3 separate regions of the Mus musculus genome follow, and all the other regions are linked to region 2. A link is a contact called in public HiChIP or PLAC-seq and promoter capture Hi-C data. All regions are on one chromosome and are shown on one strand. The core of a region is the stretch at or near the end of the contact, and the rest is flanking DNA. Distances in the headings are between cores, read along the strand shown. Region 1 has its middle 8.1 kb from the start of Gm5091. Region 2 holds the start of Fam120b (family with sequence similarity 120, member B). Region 3 overlaps Gm35455 (a long non-coding RNA gene).

Evidence for each region. Promoter capture Hi-C pulls out the DNA fragments that hold promoters and counts their contacts. HiChIP or PLAC-seq counts read pairs in DNA pulled down with a chosen protein or histone mark.
Region 1: an H3K4me3 HiChIP or PLAC-seq map of embryonic stem cells shows a contact between it and region 2, with 18 read pairs. The contact joins the enhancer-like site here to the promoter of Fam120b in region 2. A contact is called at or near these places in 5 of 39 promoter capture datasets (cranial neural crest, embryonic stem cells, epiblast stem cells and 2 more), 3 of 484 Hi-C or Micro-C datasets (differentiating embryonic stem cells and embryonic stem cells), 9 of 115 datasets of contacts at active chromatin or transcription factors (embryonic forebrain, embryonic stem cells, neural tube and 2 more) and 2 of 9 other capture datasets (liver and pancreatic islet).
Region 3: a contact with region 2 is called in a promoter capture Hi-C map of the HPC-7 cell line, with 2.7 times the contacts expected there. The contact joins the enhancer-like site here to the promoter of Fam120b in region 2. A contact is called at or near these places in 10 of 39 promoter capture datasets (the 3T3-L1 cell line, the C10 cell line, the HPC-7 cell line and 6 more), 3 of 484 Hi-C or Micro-C datasets (the HPC-7 cell line, mammary gland and nephron progenitors), 11 of 115 datasets of contacts at active chromatin or transcription factors (bone marrow-derived macrophages, craniofacial prominence, embryonic forebrain and 7 more) and 1 of 9 other capture datasets (adipose tissue).

The regions. Positions count from the first base shown.
Region 1 is chr17:15,246,426-15,251,257 of GRCm38.p6, reverse strand. No RefSeq gene overlaps it. Among named protein-coding and RNA genes, the nearest start is that of Gm5091, 8.1 kb to the right of the region's middle. Within about 2 kb of position 3,202, at least 92 of the 459 cell types and tissues checked have an H3K27ac peak or open chromatin away from gene starts, as enhancers often do. A contact at or near this core is called in differentiating embryonic stem cells, embryonic forebrain, embryonic stem cells and 3 more, where this site is marked.
Region 2 is chr17:15,393,935-15,398,669 of GRCm38.p6, reverse strand. Fam120b (family with sequence similarity 120, member B) reads right to left here and starts at 2,424. Exons shown (of 11, transcript NM_024203.3): 1 at 2,110-2,424.
Region 3 is chr17:15,172,002-15,176,899 of GRCm38.p6, reverse strand. Gm35455 (a long non-coding RNA gene) reads right to left here. Exons shown (of 4, transcript XR_385428.2): 4 at 4,709-4,898. Among named protein-coding and RNA genes, the nearest start is that of Gm35502, 21 kb to the left of the region's middle. Within about 2 kb of position 2,124, at least 30 of the 459 cell types and tissues checked have an H3K27ac peak or open chromatin away from gene starts, as enhancers often do. A contact at or near this core is called in the HPC-7 cell line, where this site is marked.

The sequences.
Region 1 (4,832 bases), core at 1,953-4,452, 150 kb after region 2:
TCTACATGAAAAATTTGAGAAGATGTTAAGGGACCCAAGGATGATCATCCATGAGTGGAATCTTTTTTCACACTACAATACCACATAAATCTTCCTTCCTACTTAGTCGTGCCTAAGGCTGAGCCACCTCCCTCTGAGACCACCGTGACCCCTCCTATATATAATCTCTCTACTTCTCCATCTATCTCTATATCTAGAGATATATGTGTATATCTAGATCTAGATATTTTGTTTGTTTAGGTTTAGGACTTATGTGGCATCACTAAATCTTTTATTTTCTATTATTTCCCAAAGGGAGTTGGAACTCTTCTAAACTCCCCATCCCCCACCTTAATAGACACAGTATTGACTACTATAAACTGCTGAAGGGCCTGCAGCCAAAAGACAGGATAGCCTTCCTCCCTGTGGTCCGATATGTGGCTTGCCCTCTGCTTTACTTGGGCCTGCCTCAATTTCCCATCTGTCAAATGGGGAGATGCTGGGGCCCATCTCTTTGAGCTTTGTATGATTAGATAGGTTAACCTGATTATCTGCAGTTAGTTCTTTCAATTTCTAGCTTAGTGAAATGTGATCTCTTCTCCCTTGTGCTAGATGGAGACCTGAAAACCAGAGGCTGCTCCTTCCTTCTGCCTACATATGAGGCTGTAGATAGAATGCAGGTGTGAAAGACAGGTCAGGACTGGAGGTTCGGAGGTGAAGAGTCTGTGTTGTTCTTGCAGAGGACCCAGGTTTGGTTCCCAACACCCACATGGTAGCTCACACTTCCCTGTGACTCCAGTTACAGGGATCCAATGCCTTCTTATGATCTCCAGGGCCCTGCATACAAAGTACACAACAGATACAGAATATAAAAATAATTCAAAAAAAGACAGAGGTCAGAATAGGACTGAGTGAACAAAGACCTTGTCCCTTGACTATTGGTCGCCACCCTAGGGAGTCTTTCCTGTGGAGATCATTGCAGCATGGAGACCTCCATCACCTGCCCCTGCACACCCAGGGTGCTGTCTTTCTAAACTGGACTCTCTAATAACCCATGCTTTTAGCATCCCATTTCAACTTTAATCTGTTCCCTGGGAGGAGTCTTCCCTTTGAATCAGCATTTAAATTAGTTCCAACTGTCATCATGCCTGAACATATAGGTAGACAACCTCTTCCTTGGCGATAGGGTCTCTAATGTCCCCTACTTTCTTGAAACTCAAAGCAAGAACACTTATAAAATCAATTAGCTCTGCAAAGTGTCCCATCCCAAAGTCTCCACCAAGAACTCAGATGCCTCCTGGTTATTTGATATCTGAGCCAAACCTCCTGACTTCATGTGAAGTTCTTGTGCCTGTATAGAAGGCCAGTGTGGTGGTGGTGGTGGTGGTGGGGTGGACCCCCAGTAAGGAGGGAACCAATAGCTTGCTGTTCACAGGTGGCTTGATGGCTGAACATGTAGTACAGTTCTATAAAAGTGACAGGAAGCATGGCGTTTGACTACAAACTATTAGTCTAGTGACTGTATGCAAGAAGAGAGGAACATTTCCCGGATGGTGCTAGGGGAGAGACTGTTCACATCTCTGAGGGCTGGCTCCAGGATGGAACTACAAGCCCTAGCTGGGGATGTGGGCTGTCCTGTGTTCGGTGCAGCTATTTTCTCACATGACAAACCCAGGGAGGTGACAGCCTTAACCCCACAGGGTCATCAGTAGGCAGACATACCATCACCCTGTCAACAGTCTTCCAAGTATAAGATATGACAGTGAAGAGCAGTGAATAGCAGCACCCTCACTGCAAGTCTGAGCATGGAGATGGTGTTCCAGTGGAACACCACGCAGAGTTCCTTCTCCTTAGAGGCACTGGGAGCCCCCCACATCAGCAAGTCCCAGATTTTAGCCTCTGTTCAGAGGAAGACAGAGCCCAGGCGCTCAGAAGAGGGTGGCTTTGGGGTGGAGGCAGTGCCCTTTCGCTGACACGTTTATTGGGTTACTATGTCAAGCACCTGTTTTGTCTTTGGGAGAACTGAGCTGGAGGCCTCCAAAGGCCATCTCTTAAGCCAGGCCTTCGAGTCCCACCTAAAGTCAACAGAGGAGACAAGGAAGCACCAATAGAGTGTTTTCTTTTCAGTGGTCGAAATGCCCAGAGCCCACTGTTTTCCACCAAGCTCTGGCAGAGCATAACCTTTCTGAGACTATCAGTAACCGTTCAATTAGCCTCAGGAAACTAGAGCTTTGCAGACAGACCTCAAGAAGTTCACGTGGCTACGCTTTCCGCACGGGCTGATCCTTGCTCGGGAGTTGGTAATAATGCCAGGCCACACCACTGCCCCTTTTAAAGATCAACCATAATATCTCAGAAGCTCAGGGCAAGCTGCCTGTTTGGCATCATCACAACACTCTCAGAAATGTTCTAATTGATATATATATATATATATATATATATATATATATATATATATATATTCTTCTGTCTTCTGCAGTCATCCCTACAACTTGAAAAGTAAACTTTTCTCTTTGTACTTAACTGACTTGAGGCAAGAAGAGCTAGGAGCATTGCGGGGCTGCTGTTGTCTGGTCCAGAGGCGGGTCATCCTGTCCTGCCTCTCTTTTATGTGACATTCTCTTTGTGAACAGGTGTGAGGGCCCAGCTTTGAAACTCGAGCCTGCAGCCTGGCCTGGAGCAGGGGAACCAGGGGCCTGGGGCAGCTGCTGTGCCTCCCCTTCAATCCCTGCGTTCCCTCAACCTCCTTCTCCCCTTCTTTGGCTTCCTCTCATCCTCCCACCCTCCCCCTTTGTCTTCTGTTCCTCCTTGTCTTTGTCCTTCACTACTCTCCTTCTTGATCCTCCTCCCTCCCCCTCCCCTTTCTCTGCTCTCTCACCTCCCCCTGCTCCTCCCCCTGACCCCCCTTCCCCTGTTCCTGCCACTGGAGCATCAGCCTGGCAGAGGCTGGGAGCAGGAGCAGGCCAGGCTCACTGCACCGCGTGAGAGCAACTCTGAGGACCTGTCTGGCCCAGGGTCAGGAGGTCATAGAGGTGGGCGGGGCCCGGGCAGCAGATTGGGAGCCCCCTGCCCCAGCAGCGTCATTTAGACAAACAAGCAGATGGCAGGTGTCAATGGGGACAAAGAGCCATCTGCGCAGCGAGGCTGCCCCACTGTCTCTCACAGGGACTTCATTAAGCCCGACGTCAGATAGCTGTGCTTCAGTCAGAACCAGCAGGGCCCTCGCTGGCTAGAAGAGGGGCTGTAGCTCTGAGCTCTACCCAGCGCTATGCCTGCCAGGCCAGACACAGGCCACAGGGGCGGGGCCTGTGTGTTCACAGTAGGGCTCCTGTCTGCTTTCAAAGGGCCAGCCTTGCCGACTGTGGTAACCTAATGGCTGCCAGAGGCAGGTCTGGTGATGGAATTTAGCATCTCAATGGCTCCCCCTCTAGCATCCATGGCTGCTTTCCGGATACCGGTCCTTGCACCGATGCTCTCAGGTAGCAGCACAGCAAAGCCCTAGATATACAAAGCTGGTACTGGGCTAAGGATCAGTAGAGTTGTACAGCTCCCCAGGAGAATGGGATCCGAGGCCATGGTCCAGGCAGCTCTTGCGGGGTGGGGGGTGGGGGGGGCGGGCAAGAATGATGTAGCCATCCTGAATCTTCCTAGCTAGTCACGTGGGGGAGGTTCTGGATTTGGGCATTGGTGAGAAAGGGCCCCAATCCAAGTGTCACCTTGGCCAATGTCTCTTCATTCAGGATGGAAAGGTTAAGTACCGATGCTGGTTGGTTTTTATAAACTTGACAAAAACCTGGACTTAACAGGGAAGAGAGAATCTTATTTTTTTTTCTATTTTTTACACTCCATATTTTATTCCCCCTCCCCATCCACCCTCCAACTGTTCCACATCCCATACCTCCTCCCCACCTCCTTGTCTTCATGTGGATGTCTCCACCTCCCTACCCCACCTGACCTCTAAATTCCCTGGGGCCTCCAGTCTCTTAAGGGTTAGGATGAGAGAATCATAACTGAGAAAATGGCCTCACAGATTGGCCTGTAGTCAAGTGTCTGACGTTATTGACTTGATTCGTGATTGACATGGGAGGGCCCAGCTCACTGTGGGCAGTACCAGTCCTGGGCAAGTGGTTACGGGTGGTATAAGAAAGCAAGCTGAGCAAGCTTCCTGCACAATTACAATCAGAAATCTGGGCAAGAGCAGCCAGTGAGCAAGACAGGGATGTGTGTAAGTTCAACCGCTCCTCTCCTACTAGACACCCACACATTTCAGTGTGAGATTATAGCCTCTGCCAACCTCTCTCTCTCTGTGTGTGAGGAAGATAGCAAGACAACCTCACATAGGTTGCACCTGAGGAGGTGACGTGGACCCAAGGATAGCAATACAACCTGTTGCCATTGAGGAAGGAAACACGTGGCCATACCTTCTAAAGTATTCTGGGAAGAGTGTAGGATGATCAGGGTGAGACATGCTCCTGGCAAGGGTCTGGGTAAATACTGGGAAACTGTGGACAGAACACAGAACGGTGTGGAGCCCCTGGAGGGGGGTGGCTTATGGATGATCCCTGGGCTCTGGTGCTAGAAACTGGAGGGACTCATGAAGAAGAGATAAGGGAGGTGGCAGAAGAGACAGAGGGTGCCATTGTGCAGAGCTGTAAGCCATGGGAAAGGTTGCATTTCATTTTAAATGTACAGATCAGTGAACAGGCCTTTTAGATAAACTTCATGAGAATATAGCTTGACTTGTCATGTAAAGGGCTCTTAGGACCATAACACAGGCACTACACTAATCCAATCAGGATACCATTGCCCCACAGAAAACCTCCATCTATTACCTACCCATCTCCAGTCTTCTC
Region 2 (4,735 bases), core at 1,175-3,674:
TATTCTTATTTTCCAGGAAGCCAGGCTCAGTATATTGCTTTGGCTTTAGTCAAGTGTTTCTGCTCCTCCCTTCCCCCCATAATGGAAAGCCTGCTGTTTTAACAGAGCAGGGACCAGTTCTTCCTAGCTTTTACCCTGTTAATTTCTCACACTGTGAACCACAAACTACCTCAGAAAAGTGGCATGCACACAACACGTTTAGAAAAGGTGTGGGGACTTGTGACATTAGAAGACATCCGGTATCAAAAGGGTCTTCAATTGCTAGATATCCACAACACCCAATTCCTTCCTGGAAAGAAAACGGAACCTCATAAGGTTCAGGAAGTCCCCCAAACTTATAACATTCATAAGGACCTGCCCCAAAATTACAAACGCAGTAACTGCTCAGGAAAGGAGGCTCTCCAAATAGCCTGGGGGGCCTGCGAGTTTGTGAAGAGAGCTTCATGGATGCAGTTTTCTTGAGTTCTTATTCATGCTAGAGTGGGCTTTCAGTTACCCATGTTCCCATAAAGAACTTCAATAAACATACTGGTTTGCTAAGCTAGACTTAGTTGGAATCTATTTTTTTTATTTTGTTTTGTTTTTTGTTTCTTGGTCTGCTGTCAGTGGTCTACCTGAGGTGAACAGGCATTTCTTTATGCTTCCTGAGGCATCATCTATCACATAGCACACAACTAGTACATTCTCAATCAATCAATCAATCAATCACCAAAAGACAGCTGTGGATATTAAGTTATTATTGTTTTTCTTTATTGCTAAAAGCATGTAATGAAGTTCTTTGTTCCCTAAAGGAGTTATTACAAGATGACTGAAAAAAAAAAAACCAACATACAAATAAATTAGGAATTTTACAGCTAGACAACAGGTTAAGTCTTAATAGGCATATAAGAAGTAAATAGATGCTGAGACAAGGAAACTCTCCAAATAGCTCACTCCTACTCCTACAACATAGTCGTCCTTGTAGGCTGCTCAAAATACAGCCTGAGAGCTCTGAGAATTCCAAGCAGTAGGGTGGGCTTTTCTACCCTGAAATGTCTCCCATACGCTAGGATCAATGCTTATTTGGAAAAAATAAATGAATAAAACCAGGGGCAGATGGATGTATTAAGTGAGATCAAGAACCAATTCACAGTTTATAGACTCCCATTATAGCCAGAGAGAGCGATGGAGAGAAATAATGCCTAACAATAAAATTAAAACTATTTATACTTGGTATTAAGTTCTGTAGCAACAATTGATAGCATTATGTGGAATGCATCCTTCTTACCAAGGTGGAGTCAACTCAGAAAGTAAATGAAATTAGTTTAGTATCTGCAACACAGAAGTTACAATGCTCTACCCAATGACCAGGCCTTTCTTTCAAATACCAAGCACACCTTGAAGATGGTGGAAATGGGGAGGGGAAAACTGGGACAAGAACACTTGCAAAGCAGCAACATAAGATAAATAGCAAGTTGTAAAGGCTCTATAATTATGAACAGAGGGGTGTTGTATTCACAGTACACTGAAATCAAGGACTCCGAAGCCAAAGCTTGGATTCGTGAACTTTTCATTATCAGTTCCATAAATATATCCAGACTCCAGTTCAGAGATAAGAGTAGAGTCTTTGAGTGTGGAAAATAAATGATTTCAAATGCTCTCCACGTAAGTTTTTTGGGGGGGGCCAAAGGTGTTCACAGATATAAACGTCTGGAAGACTGGCTGAACAGATATTTTTTTTAAACTGGGAGGTGCTATAGTCAAGGTGGGGGCAAGAGAAATAACGCATCAGTTGCTGGTGCCTTTCAAAAACAGGTAAAGAAAAAAGTAGCCAGGCGTTCGTACACTAACCTAATGTCAGTCGAGGTCAGGAGCTATCCTCTAATGGATGGGAGATAGGGAAAATGATGAGAGACATTGGACGTGGGTAACAGCAAGTCCCTAAGGTGGAAAGATCTGAGAGCATATGTAGGCCGAAATCAAACGGATGGTCCCCTCCCCAGAGGAACTCAACACAGCTGAGGCCCAGCCCCTTCGCCTCTCCATCACTTAAGGTCCTACAACCTCCCAACCTGGTTTCCAGTTACCAGTTCTTCCCTCCCCAGCCGCTACCAGAGTCTGAGAGTCTACCTCGCTGGTCCTCAGTGTCCTGCAGCTGGGCTCAGGAAGAGTCTCCACCCCGCTCCACCTGCAAGTGGATGGCTGCCTCTCCCCTCCACCCAGGGAGGAACAGCCAGGACGCAGAGAAGCCAGGATGCGGAGGGGCGTGGCCACGGCGAGGATAGTGGACTTGATGCTGGAAGGAGTCTGGGGTAGGGAGATGCGACAGCAGAGATCCAGGGCCGATTCCCCAGCCTGGCCTACCCAAAGCTCAGCAGTGGCCGCAGACTGCGTCAACCAGATTTCAGACCCACAGTCTACGGCGTGCTCACTTCCGCTTCCGTTATTGAACTTCCGCCCGGAGAAGTGTCTGGTTAGACAAAGTGAAGCTTGTGCTTATATAACTGGAAGTAAAGGACGAAGAGACGAAAGGGATGTAGTACGCAAGCGCTAGAGCGGGAGGCGAAGTGGGTGGCACCCAGGAAGAAGGAAGCTTTAACCCGTTGCCTAGCAACCGGGGAATAGCCTAGGACGCCTGCACGCCGCTGGATAGCCGGACTGGGAAAAGTGTGTTTGTCCCATAGGCTAAGTCTTCAGGCTGAGTGGCAGCCTGCACTAGCACTGGGTGCCTTGCTCCGGTAATGCACGCACACAGGCTGCAGCGGATAGTCACTGGAAACCCTTTTAAATGCCACAGACCACAGCTTGCAACCACGCAGAGTATGGGAAGCTGCGAGGATCCTGGTTTGGTCTTGAATCCCCTTAGGAGTACCAGTACTGAAAGGCGGCACAGCTTGGACAAGGAGCATCAAGGGCCGAGAGTCCACTTACAGAGTTGTCATAGGCAATAATGCTGGTCATTTTATTGGGTGAAGTGGCCATCCTTGTGGGCTACATTCAGGCTGTCTAGTATTTTGGATGGAAATCTCCAATAAGCTAAAGCATCCTTTGTGTCGGTAGCCCCCAACTTGGGGTGCTGGAAACATTTGGATCTCAAGATTACAGTTTTAGCTGTTGAGTCACAGCTTGTGCTAGCCTTATGGTAGAGGGGTTCTCTGCCTTTAGCTTTACAGCTCCAGGATGCGTCCTCAGCTGCCAGAGGTAGCAACTCGGTGACTTTCTGGGACTCTTTAGAGCAGCTGGCGCTTGCATTCAGTAGTGTTTTATCTTTTGCAGTTTCTGTTCTCCTCTATGCTATACTTTCCCAACACTCCCGTAGTCCTTCACAGTCTTAGCACTCCATGGCCTCTACAACAGCCCTCTATTGGTTTCTGTTGGGTGCTGTACCTGTTCTTTATGCAACCGACGCAAGCTACCCTACCCGGGATCAAGACTACAAGGAGGCATCAGTACCACTTGGAGTAAATTTTATTGGCAGCACAGGGGCAACTTGCAGAAAAACAAAGCAAAGCAAACAACCACAACAAAAAACTTTCTCCTGTATACTGCCATTGGGCTGGGGTCACTGAGTAGGGTGATCTAAGAGCCATCTCAAGGTGTCATGGTCAGTTTCCCAAGGCCATGAAACTGCTGGGTGGTGGTTGATTGTAATGGTTCCCCTGACTGAAACAAAGTCTCTGTGGCATCTACAGTTGCCGTGAAGTCTTCTCTGGACATTGGTAGCTAGAATAGAGCAGTAATCATTACAGTTGCCCTGACAACAGGCTGAGGAACCTTCAGGGGCAGCTACTTGATTGACAAGTCTCAAGTCTCCACAAAAGGTGAGACTAAACCTGCAACTGCCACCACCCTTATAGTGCCTCAGGTCTTCAGGGGTGGCAGCAATATCATTCAGTCTTAGAAGGTTTGGGAATGGCGAAAACCATACAATGGCTCCCAATTCAGCCTTCATCCCTGCCTGTCTTGGGGTAGTGTCTCAGTATTTTAGTTACTTTTCTGTCCCTGTGTTATAACATCATGACTACAGAGTCAGCCACCTTCCCAGTGAGGAAATGTGACTGGAGCAGCTGAGAGTTCTCATCTCCACATGCAGGAAGCAGAGTGAGAAGTGGGAATAGTTTCAAGGTTTTAAAACACCAAAGCCTACCCCCTCCCCAGGGACAAACTTCCACCAACAAGCCATCAAATCTACCAGAACTGTCACCAACTGAGGACCAAGTATTCAAACATCTAAGCCTATTAGGGGCATAATCATCCAAACCACTAGACTCAGTTTCTCCCTCAGGCAACTGATGCTCTAGCCTGATGACAGTTGACAGTATAGAAACCAAACTATTCAATATGTCTTGGTTGAATTTAGTACACTTGACGCAAGCTAAAGTTATTTGGAAGGAGAAACTTCAACTCTGTAGGATATTTTCTTGATCAATGATTTCATGGTGAAGGTCCCAGCTTACTGGTGGCAGTGCCACCCCTGGGCAGAGGGTCCTGAGTTGTATAGGAAAGCAGGCTGAACAAACCACAGGAAGCAAGGCAGTAAGTAGCATCCCTCCATGGCTTCTGATTCAGTTCCTGCCTCCAGATTCCTTCATGGCTTCCCTCAATGGACTGTGACCCAGGGTATATAAGCCAAATGAACCCATCCCTCCCCAAGTTGCTTTTGATTTTGGTGTTTTATCATAATAGTAGAAACCCTGATGGGTTATTGACTCATGGGATATTGCTGTGACAGACCTGACTGCGTTTAGGGAATGAT
Region 3 (4,898 bases), core at 875-3,374, 220 kb after region 2:
GGATGCTGCCATGTTCCCACCTTGGTGGTAATGGACTGAACCTCTGAACCTGTAAGCCTGCCCCAATTAAATGTTGTCCTTGGTCACAGCAGTAAAACCCTAACTAAGACAGACTCACAAGTGGTGTGTTGCTTGGAAGCTTAAACGTAGCTTGTATGACACCTCCCACCTTGCCTCATGTGGCTCCTCTGGGGGCTTCCAGGCTTGGTGTCCTCCAAGGTCTTGTTGAGCTCCCATGCTCAGCTTCGTTACTGGTCTGTGTTTCTCTCTATGGCTGGGCAGACCAAGGTTGTGATCAAGTAGAGAAAAGAGGGGTTCAGGGAATGTCCCATCTCAGGCTGTGAAGAACCTCGTTGCAGCAGCAATTAGCTGCCTTGCCAATTAACACTGTCTTTGTCACAAGGAGTAATGGGAACCATTTTGTCTTGGAACCAAAAAACTTAGATGGCACGCCACCTTGTTGTGATGTAGCGGTGAGGTGGAAAGACGAGAAGTTGAGTCCTCCTGGACCATTTTCATCCCGTTTTCCCCTCCAGAAGTATTAAGTCAAGTACCTTGAAGAGTCTTCTAGAGCTACACCAGGCACTGCGACAACCTCTATTCGGATGGGTCTTTTTACTGTTGTTTTGGTTTTTGTTTGTTTTGCTGTTTTTGTTTTTATCTAAATTAATGAAAATTGATTGGTGTCTGAATGCCTGCCTTGAGCTACATCTGCAGTTCACTGGGGTGTCTGTTGCTTGGTACCCTCAGCTCTGGAAGCTTTCTGTTACTTCAGCGAGTCCTGTAGTTCAGCTCCTAGAATCAGGAACTTGAACTCACTCCTTCCACGACTTGCCCTGACTGGAAGGCGCTGATGAGTTAACCTGGCTCCTTAGATGCTCACTGCTCCCCTCTCAGAGATTCTTCTGACTTCCTTGTGGTGGGGAGGGAGAGTGGTTTTCCTCGTGACACACAGACACGTGTTATTAACCACTATCTTAGATTGTCTAAGCCACAGATAAAGCTATTAATTTTTTTTAACTAGCCTAAGTTAACTGTAAATGAATTTCTTGTCATGCTTGATTATTTCTCCATGTTCCCTGCTTGCCATCGGACTCTGTTTTCCCTCAAATCCTAAATTAAATCTTATTCTTTAGATGTTCAATAATGGAATTTCTATTGGCCCTACTGCTAAAACCATTTGTTTCAAGTTCAAAAGCGCATCCATGTTTGAAAAGCCATCCATCTCGGACTTTTCAGAACCTTATTTGCAGTGGCCACTCAACAATTTTGGCCAAATTGATTTAAACCTTTGACTGAACTCCACTAATAGCATTTTAGGACAGGCACAAGACATTGACAATTAGCTTCCCAGAACCGTCTGGCCTTTCGGCAGATGCTCTGAAGGTCCTTGGAAAGCCCCAAGGGGTGGAGAGCTAGCTTGTGGGGGATGGACCAGTGGAAGCTGTCGGTAGAATTCTCATGTCAGCAAGAGGCTTTCCCTCCTCCTTTTATGGTACCCTCCCATATGGAATGTAACGCTCATCCCAGCAACTGATTTAAGAAGTATCCAATAATGAGCTGGGAACGGTCCAAGGGTCAGCTTACAGGAGCTGTACCCCAACTTTCCCCTCAAGATCAAAGGGTAGATAAAATAATAAGCATGGAGATGAACTATGTGTCCTTGTCCTCAAAGTGGCCTGTTCCTGTCTGCGTGCCTCCCTCTGGGTATGTGGAGTTCTACCTATACTTTCTACCCTGTGCCTCCAGTGCAATGGAGGGCCCTGGACCCGAAGGCTGGTCTAGGTTACAGGGCACATGAGGCAGCTAGGTCCTAAGGAGGTTCCAGGCCTGGCTCTCAGCTTTCCCCTCTGCAGCCCAGTGCAGCCTCATCTCTCTGCATACTGTGCCCCTTTCCAGAGTCTGCATAGAAGACCTTCAGGAGAAATCTTCCTCCAGGATGTAGTATTCTCATTTTACTTTTATTCCTTCCTGTTTGTTCGATGCTCATCTGGATCCCAAGGCCTTCACAGCTTGAGGGCAGCCAGAGATAAGGTTTATAATTCACCCCAGACTGCAACTCACTAGACGTGACCAAATAGTATAATCAAGCCTAGCATTAATGTTTAGCCAAGCTCCAGCCCAGAGCAGAGCACAGGATGAGAGGAAGTGGCTGAGGTTCTGAAGCAGGAAAGAAGTACAGAATGTGGTGGCAGAGGGGAGGCGATCGCAATAGCAGGAAGCAGCCTGGACACACTTCTGTGGTTAGAAGGAGAAAACTCCTCCTTTGCATCTGCCCCAAGAGGTCTTTGATATCAGTTTGTCTATTCACTTGGTTGAGTTAAGAGCTGAACAACAGAGGAGCCGCTCTCGGGTAGCAAAACAGCTGACCTGTTACGGACACAGGGCAGACAAGCAACTGCCATTCTCATGAACAATGCTGGCATGCCTGTATTTCATGTCTCTGTTTCACCCGCTGTGCTGAGGCTCTTTAAGAGAAGAGAACTCCTTCCGTCTGCAGAAGAGCATACCCCCAACACCATCTCACTGAGTGGTGGCAAATGAATAGCCCTACTGTGAATTAGCATCAATCTAAGGCATGGCCCAGAAATTTTAAAAAAGGATTAACAGTTTGTTGAAGTGACCTTTATACATCCTGAAATAAGCCTTATTGAAGAACTCAGTTTTCTGTCTAGTTCTGGAATGTTCCATCACAGGAAGTGACACCGAGTTTCACGAGGGCTTCCCTACCTACCCTTCCAGTCCTGTGAGCGCCAACATCCACACCTCTACAGATGCGCCTCCTGAGGACACATCATAGAAGTAGGAACTCTGTCTACTGGAGGACATATACAGGTGACCTGTTTCACAGAGCCTGATGTTTGCCTGTTGTAATGCATGCGCATGAGCACCCTCACACACATGCACATGCTCACACTCTTGCTCACACACACATATACACATACACACATACACCCTCACACTTACACACACACACACACACCTTCCTTTTATAGCTGTATCACTTTGCATGGATAGGCCTTGGTTTTCTTTTCCACTCATCTGTTGAGAACATTTGAGTATTCCCAGTGTTTGACTTTTGTGGACAAGGCCGCTGTGAGCATCTATGTACATACCCTTGTTTTGAATCTCACTTTTTTTTTTCTGTTGAGTGAGTAAATACCACATACATACATTTATTTCCCTTAAGTACTTAAGTGATAGACATTATTAAAAATATATATTAGATATCATTTAGCTACAATCATTAATTCAACCATTAAAAACAGGTTTGAAACATATGGTACTACTTTAGGGAGGTCAAGGGCTGAAGGAAAGGTCAGAGGTGTGGAAGTCAGCTGCTGGAAGTCCTCTTCATTCAAGAGTCTATAGTAGTTTTCAAGATTCAGTCCAGAAGCCCCATTCTTGACTCAGCAAACCGGTCAGGGCAAGAGGTCATTTTTCTGCCCTAAGAGTGAAATTGCTGGAATACGGAGATTCTGTTTTGTATGTTCAGCTTCTTGGAACCCTCTGCTATTTCCCGTTCCCACCTGCTATACACAAGGGCTCCATGTCTCTCCAGATCTTTGCCAGAACTTCTTTCTCTCCCATTTCCTCATTTCTTCCTTCTTTTAGTTATGGCTTTCCTCTCGTAGCATGACCCTTTTAAATCTGGAGGCCTCCTCTATCCCCCTAGGCCACCAAACAGGAAACAAACAACTTTTAACCCCTAAGCAAGGGTCACCATTAACCAGATGAGGCTGTGGGTACTGCTCATGGCCTCCAGGGAACCTGGCTTTCTAACATGTATTACCCATAAAGACTTCCAGCCACTTGAGAGGTCCAGACAATTTTCTCCTTGACTCCTTGGAGTGGGTCGATCCTTTGCAGCCTGGCTGCTCTCATTGTCCTGGCTGGGTCTTCACCGTTTCACCAGTCTCTCCCTCCATTCCACTCTCTTGGGTGTTAAATGGCCTTCTCTCTCAAAGGTGTTTCTCAGTCAGTGTGTTTGCCTCTGAGGTCACTGCAAGAGATGACCTCCGTTGTTTCTGGAACACTGAGCTCATGGTGGGCCCTTGCAGGGGACAGGCAGGTGTTGAGGTTGCCTGTATTGGGATGTATATCTTGAGTCTGACCATTGGGAGGACTGAGGGGTTGAAGGTAATTCATTAAGCAGGACCCTGGGACTATAGGAACACAGGCCCCACCACGAAGTAACCACGTGATCCAACAACATGAGGGCTCTTGTTGCCAGTGCTGTAATAAGGATGTCCCTTATAGGTTCACATGATCAAATACATGGTCCTTGATAGGCAGACTGTTCAGGGTAGATTACAGGTGTGGTCTTACTGGAGGAAATATATCACTGTGGTCAAGCTTTGAGGCTTTAGAAAGACTTGCACCATTTAGAGTGCACTGTCTTTTTTCGGCCTCCTGTTTTCGGTTGGAGACTTGAGCTCTTGGCTGCTGTAGTGATTTGAATGGGTTTGGTCCTCATAGACTCATGTGTTTGAATATGCTTGGCCCAGAGAGTGGCACTATTTGGAGGTGTGGCCTTGTTGGAGTGGGTGTGGACTTGTTGGAGGAAGTGTGTCACTTTGTGGGGTGGGCTATGAGACCCTCCCGCAAGCTGCCTGGAGACAGTCTTCTCCTGGTTCCCTTTAGAACAAGATGTAGAACTCTCCTCTCCTTCTCCAGATGCCATGCTTCCTGCCTGAATGATAATGGATTGAACCTCTAAACCTGTTGTCCTTTATAAGAGTTGCCTTGGTCATGGTTTCACTTCACAGCAATGGAGACCCTGACAAGGACAGCTGGTTTTGCTGCCCTTCTTTTGCTCAGCCATCATGGACACAAACCCTCTAAAACTAAACACTTTCTTTTACAGTTATGTCAGGCATACTGTTTTATCCCAGCAA